Regions from separate parts of the Sus scrofa genome. Here all the other regions are linked to region 3. A link is a contact called in public Hi-C and promoter capture Hi-C data. All regions are on one chromosome and are shown on one strand. Each heading gives the region's core, a stretch centred on a gene start, on an enhancer-like site or on the middle of the called end of the contact. The rest is flanking DNA. Distances are from core to core; before and after follow the strand shown.

The links. Promoter capture Hi-C pulls out the DNA fragments that hold promoters and counts their contacts. Hi-C and Micro-C count contacts between places; a contact is called where the count stands out from the background.
Region 1: a contact with region 3 is called in a promoter capture Hi-C map of liver, with 3 times the contacts expected there. The contact joins the promoter of SMARCA5 here to the promoter of GAB1 in region 3. A contact is called at or near these places in 2 of 5 promoter capture datasets (fetal liver and liver), 2 of 47 Hi-C or Micro-C datasets (heart right ventricle and skeletal muscle) and 1 of 2 datasets of contacts at active chromatin or transcription factors (skeletal muscle).
Region 2: a Hi-C map of liver shows a contact between it and region 3, with 6 times the contacts expected there. The contact joins the enhancer-like site here to the promoter of GAB1 in region 3. A contact is called at or near these places in 2 of 5 promoter capture datasets (fetal liver and liver), 8 of 47 Hi-C or Micro-C datasets (embryonic fibroblasts, fetal skeletal muscle, fibroblasts and 3 more) and 1 of 2 datasets of contacts at active chromatin or transcription factors (skeletal muscle).

The regions. Positions count from the first base shown.
Region 1 is chr8:84,222,429-84,226,783 of Sscrofa11.1, forward strand. SMARCA5 (SWI/SNF-related matrix-associated actin-dependent regulator of chromatin subfamily A member 5) reads right to left here and starts at 2,515. Exons shown (of 24, transcript XM_003129174.5): 1 at 1,819-2,515. The coding sequence starts at 1,995.
Region 2 is chr8:84,587,715-84,592,528 of Sscrofa11.1, forward strand. USP38 (ubiquitin carboxyl-terminal hydrolase 38) reads right to left here. Exons shown (of 10, transcript XM_021100666.1): 3 at 3,062-3,191; 4 at 1,142-1,243. Among named protein-coding and RNA genes, the nearest start is that of USP38, 11 kb to the right of the region's middle. Within about 2 kb of position 2,022, at least 7 of the 83 cell types and tissues checked have an H3K27ac peak or open chromatin away from gene starts, as enhancers often do. A contact at or near this core is called in liver and retroperitoneal adipose tissue, where this site is marked.
Region 3 is chr8:84,388,720-84,393,307 of Sscrofa11.1, forward strand. It overlaps GAB1 (GRB2-associated-binding protein 1), which reads right to left and starts at 2,792. Exons shown (of 12, transcript XM_003129177.6): 1 at 1,845-2,792. The coding sequence starts at 1,916.

The DNA of each region.
Region 1 (4,355 bases), core at 1,265-3,764, 170 kb before region 3:
ACTAAATCATTCTTTAATAAATAAAAATTGTCAAACATCTTTTTTTAAGACTATGACAGGGCAAGATACGTGGGGAAATGGTCAGCTTCAGAGCCAGACCTGGGTTCTATCACAGGTTCTACTTACCAGAAGACTCAATTTTCTCATTTGGCAAATAAAAATACCACTGACTTCATATGGTCCTTGTTATATCCTTAATAATCATAGTTAAACTTTTATTCCACTTTAACTTTAAAAATAGCAACTGAAGCCAAAATATTCAGTTTAGGCTTTAAATTATTCTGCTTTCTGATTCTGTAACACCCCTAGTGAGACTGTGCTTGTTATTCCAAAATTTGAATGACAGCCCCCTTTGAGAAGCTGAGAACAGCAAAACATCAATTTGTTCAGAACGGTATATTTACATACAATTGCTTTCAATGTCAGACTTTCAAACCCCCTTAGGCCAGGAAGCAGGAATCCACGTTAACCCTGATAATTCAAAAAACGATTTAAAACCTAAAGAGAAAAATAGGCAACACCAGACAGGAATTTGAAACAAATCTCAAGACACCGAAAACTACAGAATACCAGAAGTCCTATTCTATCGAGGTCCACCTTCACCTAAAAGTTCTTCCAAAAACTAACGTGTTACTTCATCCTAGACTAGACCGCTGGGGCCCAAATAAAACTACTGCGCCAAATGCTTCAATGGTAAACCGCGCTACCATTTCCTTATTGCGTTAATTCTGCAGCAATGTTCATTTTTAAAGCAGTATTACCTTAGCTCAATCTATCTAAGGATGGAAAAGTCCCAGAAATCTCTGGCCTGCGACTATAACATATATCAAAACAGATCGAAAGCCAAGAATAAAATTTGGAAGGAGCAAGCAATCACTTTGTTCCCAGACATCGCAAAGCCTTGGAGCACACCCAAGAGACCCGCCTGGCTGTTCCCCAATCTTTCCACCCCCGCAGTATTGTCACCATCCCCTGGCCGGCCAACCCCAGCCCAGAAGGCAGGCTCCGCGGCAGGGAGGGGTACCAATTCTCAAATACAGGCCAATGCCCTACAGGAGTGCTGGTCTGAAAACCCCCAACCCCCCCCCAACCCCTGACTCACTAAATCATTCATCCTTCCATCCATCACCCCACCCCCAAATTAGATGGGGGTTCCAGACAGCTGCCGCTGCCTTGGTCGCTTCCCTCCCAATGGAACAGCGCCTGGGAGGAGCCTCCTCTCCCTTCACAGGAGCAGCTGCGCCCCGCTTATCCCCACTGCGCCCTCAGCCATCCAGCTCTCGCCATTGTTTCTGCCCAGAACAGATACCGCCCCCGCAAGGACCGGGATGAAGAAAAGGAGGCCCAAATCCTCGGATGCGCTGCTTTTAAATGCCTTCCCCACCCCGTCCGTCTACCCTCGTTCCTAAAGGGAAATCTCCCTCCCCCTCCCCCCAGGTTTAGTGGAAACTAAAATCGAGATTCAGAGATGGGCGAGGGAATTATGGGAGCCTCACTTAAAAAAAAAAGTCGGCAGATCCGTCTCGGCCTCAGTAATCAAGAACATGTGTCTAATAAGAGCGTTTGAGGATTTGGCAAGGTTCGCGAAAGAGACAAATAACGCAAATATGAGGTGCCAGAGACCCAGCTGAGTCTACTTGCATAGGTAAGCAGAAGGGCGCAAGGGAGAGCATCATTTCGGATCATCCAAGGGTCTGAGGCCGAGTTTGGGTGCAGAGGAGTGAAGTTCGGCTTCGCGTTTTATCACCAATACACAGCAGAGGGAACCAGTTCCTCCTCCCTATCCCGCCCTCTCCCCATGCCACAGGCCGTCCTTACCTCCATCTCGGAGTCCGTGGGGCCGGCGCCGGCCGCGGAGGGAGCCGCCGGGACGCCGAAGCCCTCGGGGCCGCCTTTGTTGCTGTTGTTGCTCCCGCTACAGGCGGCGGAGGATGCGGGCTTGGAAGGCGCGCTCTCGGGAGGCGGGGGTGGCGGAGGGTCGGCCGCGGACGACATGATGTTCCGTCTGCGTCACCCGCTGCTGCCAGAGGCCCGGCCCAGCAGGGATGAGGAGGAGGCCTAGGCCTGGGTGGCTACGTCGCAGTGAGCCGATGGAGGAGCGGAAGGACCACCCGAATGCTTCCTCTCCGCAGCTCGGCGACGAGCCCAAGCCAGGCCCAGGAGCCTCCCCCTCTAGCTGTCCTCCTCTTCCTCCCGGCTCTGGGTTCGACCGGCGCTTTACCTCACGGCGGGAATCACGTCGACGAGGGTGGGCGGGGCCACCCGGGTCACTGAGGTCAGAGAAGGCAGGCCGATTTACAGGAGGGCGGAGAGTTGGGGGAAAAAGAAAGGAAAGCAAGAAGGACCAAGACCAGGAACTAGCCTAGCCGCCTCCTCTTCTTCCTCTGGTAGATATCAGGTATCTCGCCAGCATCCAGGTCTACTACCTACGCCACCGACTTTCAACACTCGCGAGATTGATAGTTAGCTAAGAGACCGGGGTTTCAAAGTACGCATGCGCATTCTCTACTCCAAGCTCTTGGCCACGCCCCCTGTGCCCCTACGGGCTCTAGGGCGATGAGTGGGCGGGGCCTCAAAGGAGGGCTCGGAGACGTAAGTTTGTGCGTCGGTTTCCGGGCGTGACGCCACCGCAGTCTTACAGTCGTTCTTAACGGCTCGCTGTGCCGGGTCGCTGTGCTTCCCCAGCTTGGCAGTAATCCCAGCGCTGCTCGAAAAATTGCCCGGGTCTTGCGCCGCCTGCTGCAGCGTAGAGGCTTCTGCAGGCCTCTCTTTTACCGCCTCCGCTTATTGGCGTGACGCCACAGAGTTGACAATGATACGGTTTTCCCAGTTGACGTCTCACTGTTTTGTTGTCTAAGAAGAGTGCCTGTTAGTGTGATTTTTGTTTGTTTTGTCATCCTTATGTTAGCTATATGATTGATCATTTCTAAATTCCTTCTTCGGTAGAGTTAGACGATATTTCCTCTAAGTTTACATGCTAAAAGTAAGCAAACTGCGCCAACCACCATGTGAGAAACAAGAGTAATTAGCAGATAAGAAAGAGAGGTAATAGGTTATATCTTTTCCTCAACCACCAAATATTAAATAAAAACAGACATTCTTCTAAAAAAGTGTTACAAGTAATCACTGGTTTGTACATTGCTTTACGCTATGTTCAACACAGCCTTTTGCATCCACCTACTGCAGAATTTAAGCACATGGTGTTCTATTTGACAGCAAATCTGCATACTGCACTAAATTGTTATTTGCCCTGCATAGGCTCTTACTCATCTTTATATCCCCATATCCAATATTCTATTAGTACGTATTGAATAAAGGAGACAAACTTGTCAAGAGTCAAGGTTTGACCAAACCATTGACTATGCTGAATTACAAACAGAAGGGATTTCCTTTGAATATTTAACCTGCAAACTTTTAACCAATTCAATGATAATTCTTTGAGATCTGGAAGAATGTTCCCCAGCCTATTAGAAATGCCCTGTCTGAGACTCTAGGGAACCCCCAAGGATAGATAAAAAGAAAACTATATAAATGATGATCATCATCGTCTTTATATGTACTTGAGAAATGCTAGCACAATATAGTCCAACATTGAAAGTTTGATTTTAAAACTGTTGTATACCACAAAGTGAATTATTATTAACTTGTAACAACCAGACTGTAGAAAAAAGTTTATTATATAGTAGTAACTAAAAAATTTTAACAGTTCAAAAATATAGATAAAACTTTGGAAGGATAGTCCTAAAATTATTGAAAGTGATTGTTGTTGATGTATATTACCTAATTCATTTTTGTTTCTCTTTTTTTATTTTTCTAAAATGAGTTTGTGTATTATTATTTATTTTATTTTATTTTTTTGCTTTTTAGGGCTGCACCCTGGGTATGTGGAGTTCCCAGGCTAGGGGTCCAATTGGAGCTACAGCTGCCAGCCTACACCATAGCAATGCAGAATCAGAGCCATGTCTGTGACCTACCCAACAGTTCACAGCAAGGCCAGATCCTTAACCTGCTGAGCAAGGCCAGATATTGAACCCGCAGCCTCATGGTTACTAGTCAGATTCATTTCTGGTGCACCGCAACGGGAACTCCGAGTTTGTATATATTGAACAAACTTATTTTTTAATATTTAAAAAATCATTTTACCAAAAAGATTATATGGGAGGGTAAAAAGGTAGTGTCTAGGGTGGTAGCCGACATATAGACACTCAATAAATAGTTGAGTAAATATTTATTTAATATTGACATTGTTAAGTAAAAAGAATAAAGCATTTATTTAACATTCAGAATATTTCTTCATTCTTTAATGATAGGTAAATATCTTGAGTCCTGGTTTGAAAACCCTAAAAATATGCTGA
Region 2 (4,814 bases), core at 772-3,271, 200 kb after region 3:
GTGGAGGGCAATAAACATTAGAATGGATGATTGCCTTCCCAGAAATTCTGAAAATAAATCTTTTCTCACACATCCTCCACATGATTGTGCCTGAGAACAAGGACATACCGTTGGTGTTTTTTTTCTACTCATGGAATATTTTGCTGGTATACCTGCTATTTTAGCTCAGTTTGAGTTCTGCTTGTGTAATGGATATAAAGTTACCAACTGATGATCAAGCTCACCAATGAGGGCAAGTAACTGCAGTAATCACCCATCCTAAGTGATAATGTATAACATAATTACTCGTTAGTTAGGTTTATTTCTATTAAACCTGTAGATTTTCCCTCAGTGGAAACTCGGCACTGAATAGCCTATCTGAGTATAAAATTCTCTGAGGCTAGTTCTATTTCTAGCTAACAAGCAACAACGGAAATTCTGCACTTCATCAGTCTCCTATGAATTTGCTTGTGGTGAGTCAGTATTCCTAAGATTTTAACACTGTGGGTGTGTTGATAATGAGTTTCTAGTCCTGTAAAACTGAGAATCAGACCTTGGAGGAAGTGAGCAACCACATAAAGAACTGCTTTTCTGTGATGCCCTGGAGAGAAACATAGGTTCCCAAAATAACATTTTGTTGTTTCTTACCTGCAATAACTGATAATCAAGTACGCAAAATCAAGTCAAATCAAAACCAGGGATGTAGCTTGTTAAAAGTGGTAGGATTCTGGATATATTTTAAAGGTAGAATCAACAGAATTTGTAGGATATGGATTGAGAGAGAATGAAAAGCCCTAATTCTGGGCTGAACTCCCAAAGCAGCCAGGGGTTTTCAACCACTTTTCTCCTTCTATACTGTTCCCCCGTGCAACAGACAACCATCAGTGACACTGACATGTGACATCACTCATGTACAACAGTAATTTTCAATGGCTGGTTGTGACTGCAAGTGGAGAGTTTTGGTGAGACCCAAACATTCTGAAAATGTATTCTTTGGAAGGAAATCTCACAATTTCAATTTTAAAAGAAATCATACAGTTACATGAAAACAACTGATATAGAACTTAACTACAATCTTTTCACAATATGCAAATATGCCTCAATACTAAACTGAAATTTTAAAACAAGTTTTTTAGTGTAGAAAGCTTGTGTCGTAACTTACCAAATGAAACGCCTCTGGAGAATGCTGAAAACTAAGTAGCATGTGAGAAAGAACTGCAAGAGCACCGGGTCTCACAAGAGGAAACCAAAGGCGATTAAAAACCTTCAGAAAAGAGAAGACATCCACTTTAAGGGTTGGTAGGGAAATCATTAATTCAATTGGTGGTTATTTTCCTAGGGCCCAAAATTATTTTGTGACTACCTCCCTTCCTAATTAACAAGTAATACATGTTATTAAACTCTAGCAGAGGGAGAAAGCTGGGAAATAATATGACAGAGATCAAGGGAATATAAGGACCTAGCTAACTCATAATCCCCCGCCATCAAACCATGTTTACAAGGTGGTAGCTCCTTGGTCATTATTCACTGGGTTCATTCAACAAACATTTATTGAGCATCTACTATGCTTGGCAGTGTTCTATGTACTGTTTTCTGTACTACTCTGTAACAGCAAATTAAAAAAAAGAAATCTCTGACCTTACAGGGCTTACTGTCTACAGGGTAGGTAGGGCAATAAAAAGTAAAATAAAAGTGGGAAGAGTTTCCTCCTGGCTCAGCAGGTTAAGGATCTGGCATGGTCATTGCTGTGGCTCTGGTTACTGCTGCAGCATGGGTTTAAACTCTGGCCCAGGGAACTCACACATGAAAAAAAGGTAACATGGGAGAGAAATGCTATAAGAGCGGGGTATGTTGAATAAGGAATGCTGAGTGGCAAATGAAGTCTGTTATTTTATATAAGGAATTAAAAAAAAAGCCTCATTAAAAAGGTGACACCTGAGTACAAAAAAACTGAAAGGAGGAAATCTGGCAGATCAGCTGGGAGAAGAGTGTAATAAAGCAGGGCAAAGGCCCTGAGGCCTCCAGCCTGGTGAAGTGGAGCTATAACAATGAGGGCAGTGTAAGTAAAGCACAGGGACTGAGGCATCAATAGTGGGAGGCTGGGTGAGAGAAGGAGCAGTGGGCCAAATCAGGGAGGACTTCGTCTGACACCTGAAGGGGATCAAGGGCAGATGCAGCAGGCTACTGCAATCAGTACAGCAACGGGTGAGGAGGATTTTGGACCAAGATGGTAGTGATGCAGCTGGTTAAAAGCGGTAGAACGTGGGGTATATTTTAAAGGTGGAGTCAACAGATTTGTAAGATATGGGCTGAGAGAGAATGAAAAGAGACCAAAATAAGTACAAGGTTTTTGGCATGAGCACATGGAAGGATGAAATAGTCATTTAAGATGGGGAGGACCAGATCCGAGGAGAAAAATCAGGGGTTAAATTGTGGATAAGTCGAGTTTGAGATCCAAGTGTAGAAAGTTGATACATAAATATGGGGTTCATGGGAAAATAATTAACTAGAAATATAAACCCAGCAGTCATTAACTTAGCCATGGGTGGCTGTGAGTATGGACTGAGAAGCAAGTGAACCAGAGATGAAACCCTAAGGCACTCTAAAGTTAGAAAGATCCACTAGAGGAGACTGAGAAGCCAGTGAACTAGGACAAAAATCAAGAGAGTATAATGTCCTGGAAACTAAGGGAGGAAAGTGTTTCAAGAGGGAGTATCAACTATGTCAAATGACTAACGGGTCAAATGAGAGGAGGCTTGAGAAATAACTCCTGAGTTAAGCAATACTGGAAAGCATTGGTGTCAAAGATAGTTTTGGCAGAAAAATGGTGGTAAAAGCCTGATTAGTTGGGATTCAAGAGATAATGGGAGGAATATGTCCTCATATTAAATATTCGAAAACAGCAAAATTATTTAATTACCTAATCTTAAGCGGCAATTTAAATTTCTAAACTCCATTCAAAATTATTATTCAAAAGAAAACTAAAAATAAGATCATATTCAAAAGGGTTCAACCCAAAGATAAAAAGACTGATTATATGAATCCATACCTTCTAATAATAGATCTATATACCACCACTTACCAGCTCTATTTTCAGTAAAGTAACATCTATCAAAATAGTAAACTTCTGGACAGCTGCCAGTCCTTTCAAGAGTGCAATCACCCATGTGTCTACATGCTGAGCCAATGGCCAGGACAGCCAGTCAATCATTCTGAAAATTGAAGGAAAACAAAACTATCAGTATTGAAAATATCTTCAACATTACTGAGTTAGGAAAAACAAGAGTTGTAGACAATCACTCACTTTGTGATTCAATATTTACTGGGCTTTTTTGTGAATAGCACTATTTAAGATGTAGAAATGAATATAATGGGGGGGTTTACTCAAGAAGTTTCTAATCTTGTAAGCTGATAGTGTCCTATATAACATATTTGCATAGACAGAATTTCTGACAAACTACCATTTTGCATAAATTCAAGTTTTAAATTTGTGCTATACAGTGGCCTAATATATCAAGAATTTATTAGGCAAATTTACTCTAGGAAGAACAGTTCAAATATAGCTATGTGAACTAAGACATATGGATATGAACCAACATTTCTCCTTTCTGGTGATTACAGTCTAAATATGAAAGTACACTCTTAAAAAAGACTATTGAACTGTGAAACAGGTCTCTTCATTCCTTTCAAAATCCTATTATATAAAGACAATGAAAAGAAACTCCGAACAGATAAAAGGGTACTAAATGTGTAAATATTGAAATGGCCTCATTTTGTATTAATGAGTGTTTTTCTTTTTTTTTTTTCCGGCCACACCTATGGCATATGGAGGTTCCCAGGCTAGAGGTCGAATCAGAGCAGTAGCCGCTGGCCTACACCACAGCCACAGCCAACGAGGGATCTGAGCCGCATTTGTGATCCACACCACAGCTCACAACAACGCTGGATCCTTAACTCACCGAGCAAGGCCAAGGATTGAACCCGAGTTCTCATGGATACCAGTCGAGTTTGTTAGAGTTCATTAACTGATGAGCCACGATGAGAACTCCAGTGTTTTTGAGTATCAGCCCAATTTAATGGTAATAAAGTTTAAGTAATATGGGGTATGATGGAGATTATAGTGTGTTAGACATCAATCATAATGAAGAAAACCGGTACAAGATTTGTGGAAAGTAATTGGGCCAAATGTTCATATTATTTCATCTAGCAATCCAATTTGGAGGAATGTGTAATTTAAAAAAAAAGAGTAAAATAAACCAGGTGTTTAAAGTCAGAGTGACTTGGTTTAAAAATCTCAATTTACCATTTATTAGCTAGGTGACCCTAAATACCTATATAATTTAGGTAGCTTCTTTGTGTCTCAGTTTCTCATCTGTAGATAGATAAACATGCTTATTTTATAGGGCTGAAGTGAAGGTTAAATGAGTTAACATATGACACTGGAAATGCTCACTGTGAGTATCTCTCTTCCACCAAATACTAACACATGTGGCAATAAATAAATACCTTGATTGCACAAAAGGTCAAATATAAAAACTAAGTATATAAACACATTACCAAAAGAATACCTAACACTTTAAAAGCACTGATTTTTATATTGACATTATAAACTATCTACATGAACAATGAAGTGTTATTGTTACTTAGGTTTTTGCTCTTAAGATTAAAATGTTCCATCAGACATTAAGTCCAAAGTGGCTCCAAAGTCCAAAGGCATTTTATTACAACTTATCTGTATGTTCCTTCTGGTCCCTACATACATTTTATTGCCCTTTTTTGTTTTTCTGGCCATCTTCTTCCAATAATGATAGTTTTAAGTCATTAAAGTAGTCCCT
Region 3 (4,588 bases), core at 1,542-4,041:
CATCTATGAAATGCCCAAAGCGCTCAGCTTGTGTACACAATCAGAAACCACTTTGTGTTGCTGGCTCCCTTTTCCACACCTGCTTGTCTTAGGTTTTTTTCAGCCCTGCACCTCTGAGCCACAGCCCGCCTCTTCCTCACAGGCTCAGCGAATATCCACAGACTCATTGAGAGGTCCTGTGTTGATTTTCTGCCTGGTTTGCATTAACATTAAATTGCATGCCCAACAGGCAAGGCTTTTTTCCTACTGTATTTTTAAATCTCATGGTGCCTAGTCCAGGGCTTGGCATCTTTAGAGAGAGCCATAAACCAGTAGTGTGAAAGAAGGCATTAAACGTCTATCATCACTACCTACTGCAGCTAAGGTCTTGTTCTTTAGTTCTTCCAAGAATCCAATCATCTCCTAAACAGTTCCTTCTCAAAACAAATACATCTCTCCAATAACCTACTCCCTCTTCTCACACACAAACAATCTTCTCTTTAGAACTCAGAGCTGGAAAAAACACAGCCTCTCCCCAATTTCTGGAATAAAGCTAGCATATTTACCAGAATATTTAAGCAATCTGGGATAGGTGGGGAGGCAGGATTTGGAAGGATTCAAAAACCTCTGGAGAACTTTCTTAGCATTTGTGACATCAAGTCCTTAAATGAGAATCACTTGTCTATAACACATTCTGGCAGAAAGTAAACCTGAAACTAACTCACTGGCAAATGGTCGGTGAGGTTAAATATTGCACTTCACTCCTTCAATGCAAGCAAACAGTGACTAATAGGATTAACTTGAGCTCTCACGCTGGGTGCAGATACCCTTCAACAAGAAACAGGTTTCTTTATTAGTGTCGGCCCCCTGGTAGTAAATTTATTTTTAAGGGGGCTTAAATTTTGCTTTCAAAACATACTTCACTTGAAAAGTATTTGCTCCATATGCCAAGGCAAAGGTGTCATTACTTTCCTTTGCAGAGGGCAACGACAAAAGAACCACTGGGGGAGAAGGGGAGAAGATCCCAGACCCCCCAAGAGGACACAGATTTCCCACAAAGAAAGGTTGGTCCTTTCAAGGAATATTTTCCCTAACAGCTAAAATGGTTTAACACATAATCAGCATCTTGTATCAATTACACAAATACCAAGCTCTGATGGCCTGGAAAAGGACCGCAACACACAGAAATCCTAACTGGCCTCAGCTGTCCCCTCCTGCGTGTCTTGACAGCGTGTCCAAAGCTCCCGAACACCAGCCACCAGGCTCCCTCCAGCGCCCTCCTCTCGCAGCAAACAGCCAAGGCTCTCGGGCCAAACTCCAATGTCCCTCGATTCAAAACCGCAAAAATGTGAACCCTGCTAAGCAAACGGCAGGGCGCGTAATAACTTTTTTCTTTCCCTTGCGCGCGGACTGGAGATGCTCTTTTCTAATGCAGCTTCCCAGGTTCCCCTCCCGCTTCCCGCAACCACCCCGAGGGGAAGGCGGGAGGGAGCGCGGACCAAAGAGAAGACTGCTGAGTTCAACACCTTGGCGGTTTTCCCAGTGCGGGAAATTTACTACACAGCAGCCCCTAAGAATTCCATGCAGAAATCACGAAAAGAGAATGCCCTCCCCTCACCCCCGCTAAAATAATAAAAACACGCAGCGGGCGTTCAGCTGGCAACGCTGGGCCTTCCGATGAGCCGAAGTCTGCAATCTGGATGGAGGAAAGATCCCCGGCCAGGCGGAGGCCAGGCGGGAGCTTACAGCCCGGGTCCCAAGCCTGCCGGGGAAGGGGCCCAGGGGCAAGGGATGGGGACTGAGTGGAAGCAGCAACGCCCGCGCGAGCCGCCCCGGGATGGGAGCAGCGGCGGAGTTTTACTTACATAACGCTTCAACTTTTTCTCCGGGGGGGACTTGCGGAGCCATCCCGAGCAGACCACTTCGCCGCCGCTCATGGTGCGCGCTTCTCAGGCTCCGCGCCGGGCGCGCTCCCGACACCGTCGACGCCGGGCGGTCGCGCAAAGGCGGGGACCTTGCTCTACTGCGGCGCACCTCGGGTGGACGGGGTGGACCGGGCGGACGGGCTTCGCGGCGCGCAGGCTCAACGCGTCCGAACTTCTTCCCCGCAGGCAGGTCCTTGGACGTGAGTAGAATCGGGCTGCGCCGCCGAGGCCGACACCTCGGGGCTGGGACCGCGGCCGGGCCGAGGGCGCCCCGGCCTTCCTTCAGTGCGCCCGCCTGGCCGCCAGGCGTGCCGTTCTGCCGGCCGCCTCCGCCGCGCTTCGGCTCCACGGGACTCTGCCCCGGCGCGGAGCCCAAGCCTCGGCCCCCTGCGCTCCGCCCCCTCGGGACAGGACCTCCCAAAGCGCTCTCGAGACAGACACGACGCTGCACGCGCACACACACATACACACTCACACACTCACAAAGCCCCCGGGAGGCGCCCACTCTGGCTCGCCCGCTCTGGGTTTCGGGGCGCCCGGCGCGATCCTCTCCTTCCTCCTCCTCCTCGGGAGAGGGTGGGTCACTTCTCCGCGGCGCCCGGGCAGCGGGGAGGAAAGGGGAAGCCGCGAGGGTCCCGTGGGCACTGGGCGCGGGGCTGGTCCCGAGCCACGGAGGGAGCCGCCGGCTGGGCGTCGCTGGGCAGGGCGCAGGTCTAGCCGGAGGGTGGGTCCGCGCTCGCCGCCGCCGCCGCCGCGGGAGAAAGAAGGCGGAGAGACGAGGAGCTCCGCGGCTAGACTGGGGGGGACCGAGCCCACCGTCCGGTCCCCTCGCGCTCCTCCCGCGCCGCCTCCCCCACCCCGGGGCGTGCGGTAGGTTCCGAGCGGCCCGGCCCCCGGCCCAGATCCCTCCCTCTCTCGGCCTCCCGGCTCCCTCTTCCTCCCTTCCCTCCTCCCCTTCCCACGTTCGGCCGGCTCCGGTTTCTGCCTAGACTTTCTCTGAAACTCCGCCGGAGCGCTTCCAGCCAAAACAACAAGGGCCGGGGAGGAGGAGACGCACGGAGGGAGGGAGCGAGAGAGGGAGGGAGCCGGAGTCCGAGAGGCACCCTGGGATCTGTAGTTCGGGAAGCTGGAGAGGGGTCCTTGGCCGCCTGGCTGCATTGGCGCCGGGAGCCCCCCGCGGGGTCCTCGCTGGGAATAGCGGCCAGGCCTCGGAGAGAGTAGCGCTCCGGGGCTCGGTCTGCTGAAGGAGTGAGGAACGTTTGAATGTTCGGTCTGGGGATTGCCATGTTGGCTCAGCCGAGTGTCAGTTTGGAGTTTGTTCGGTTTGTTTAATCAGGGGTTTGGGCGGGGGGTGAGGGGGCCTCTACTTGACGGCCGGAGGGAGACCGCGCGCCCTGAGAGTCCTCGACCCCTGTGCCCCGGCCCTCGAGGTTGAAGGTCAGACACCAGGAGAACAAGGGCGCAGGGGATCGCGCTAAGGCACCCAGTCTGGAGAGGAGATCAGAAGGGGACCCTTTCGGGCCGCTGTGGGCTGGACCTTGGAGCAGCCTTGCCTGAGTAATGGGAGTTCTTACTGGGACCAAAGATTTGGTTGAATCTCTCTCTGGGACATTTTGAAGTCACTCTCCCTCCACTTGTAGCCAGTTTCTTCCACTTGACTTTGGATTTGTTTAAAATCTACCCTTGGGATGTTGAACCAGAAAAGGGAAACTTTACTAGACGTCTTAGCTCTATTTGCTTGCGTGTGTGTATTGCAATTATGATACCTGGTCCTGAGTTTGACACGATCCTGTAATAGAAATATAAATTTATTTGTGAAAAACAAAGCCCCCAAACAAATTTTAGAAGGTAATATAAATAAATGAGATAAAAGTGCTAAAAATAGTAGATGAGTGAACATTTCTGGAAAAACCTAACCTCAGGCACTTGCTTATTAATAACAGTACTGGCATTCAAAAGTTTCTCTTGAGTTTGAAAAGGTTTACCATTATAGCAGGAAAATAGGTGCTGGGTGGTGACAAAGTTCCCTGCACTCATGGAGGTGACATTTCTGTGGTGGCAGAGGATAAACAGGGGTCAGCACAAGTACAAATTGTGATAAATGTTGTGCCCTGGGGAAAATAAACACGGTAAATTGGAAGAATAACCAGATGGGACTAGGTCAGATAGAATGAGAGAAGTCTTCCTTGAAGATAAGCTAGCCAGAGATGAGAAAGGTGTTTGTAAAGAAAGAGGAGATTTATACTTGTTTTGTAGAAAAATCAAAGAGATAAGGAGGATTGAGAGAGAAAAAACAAGCAAGAGGGTTCATTGTTTTTCTTAAATTTTAAGGCTTTTCAGAATACGAGTGTAATTTTTATGGCAGCTAATAAACCAAAGCAATTTTTTATGTGAGCTCGGGTTTTACCACAAGCCTTCCAAATGAAAATAAATCATTGAATTTGATTTCTGCTTCTCCCACAGGCAGTGTGTCTGTACAAAGTATTTATAATTAACATTGCTAAGCCTAGTCCACTCTTTCCTAGTTAACTGTTGACTAGACAATTTACTGCTCCTCCAGTCCTGTTGTAAAGGCCTTTTTAGTGGAAATTTGTACTGCCATTGTGCCTCGGTATTCCCAGGGAATTGGTTCCGGGACCTTTCCCCTTACCCAGATCCTTTAATGCTCAAGTCCCTTATGTAAA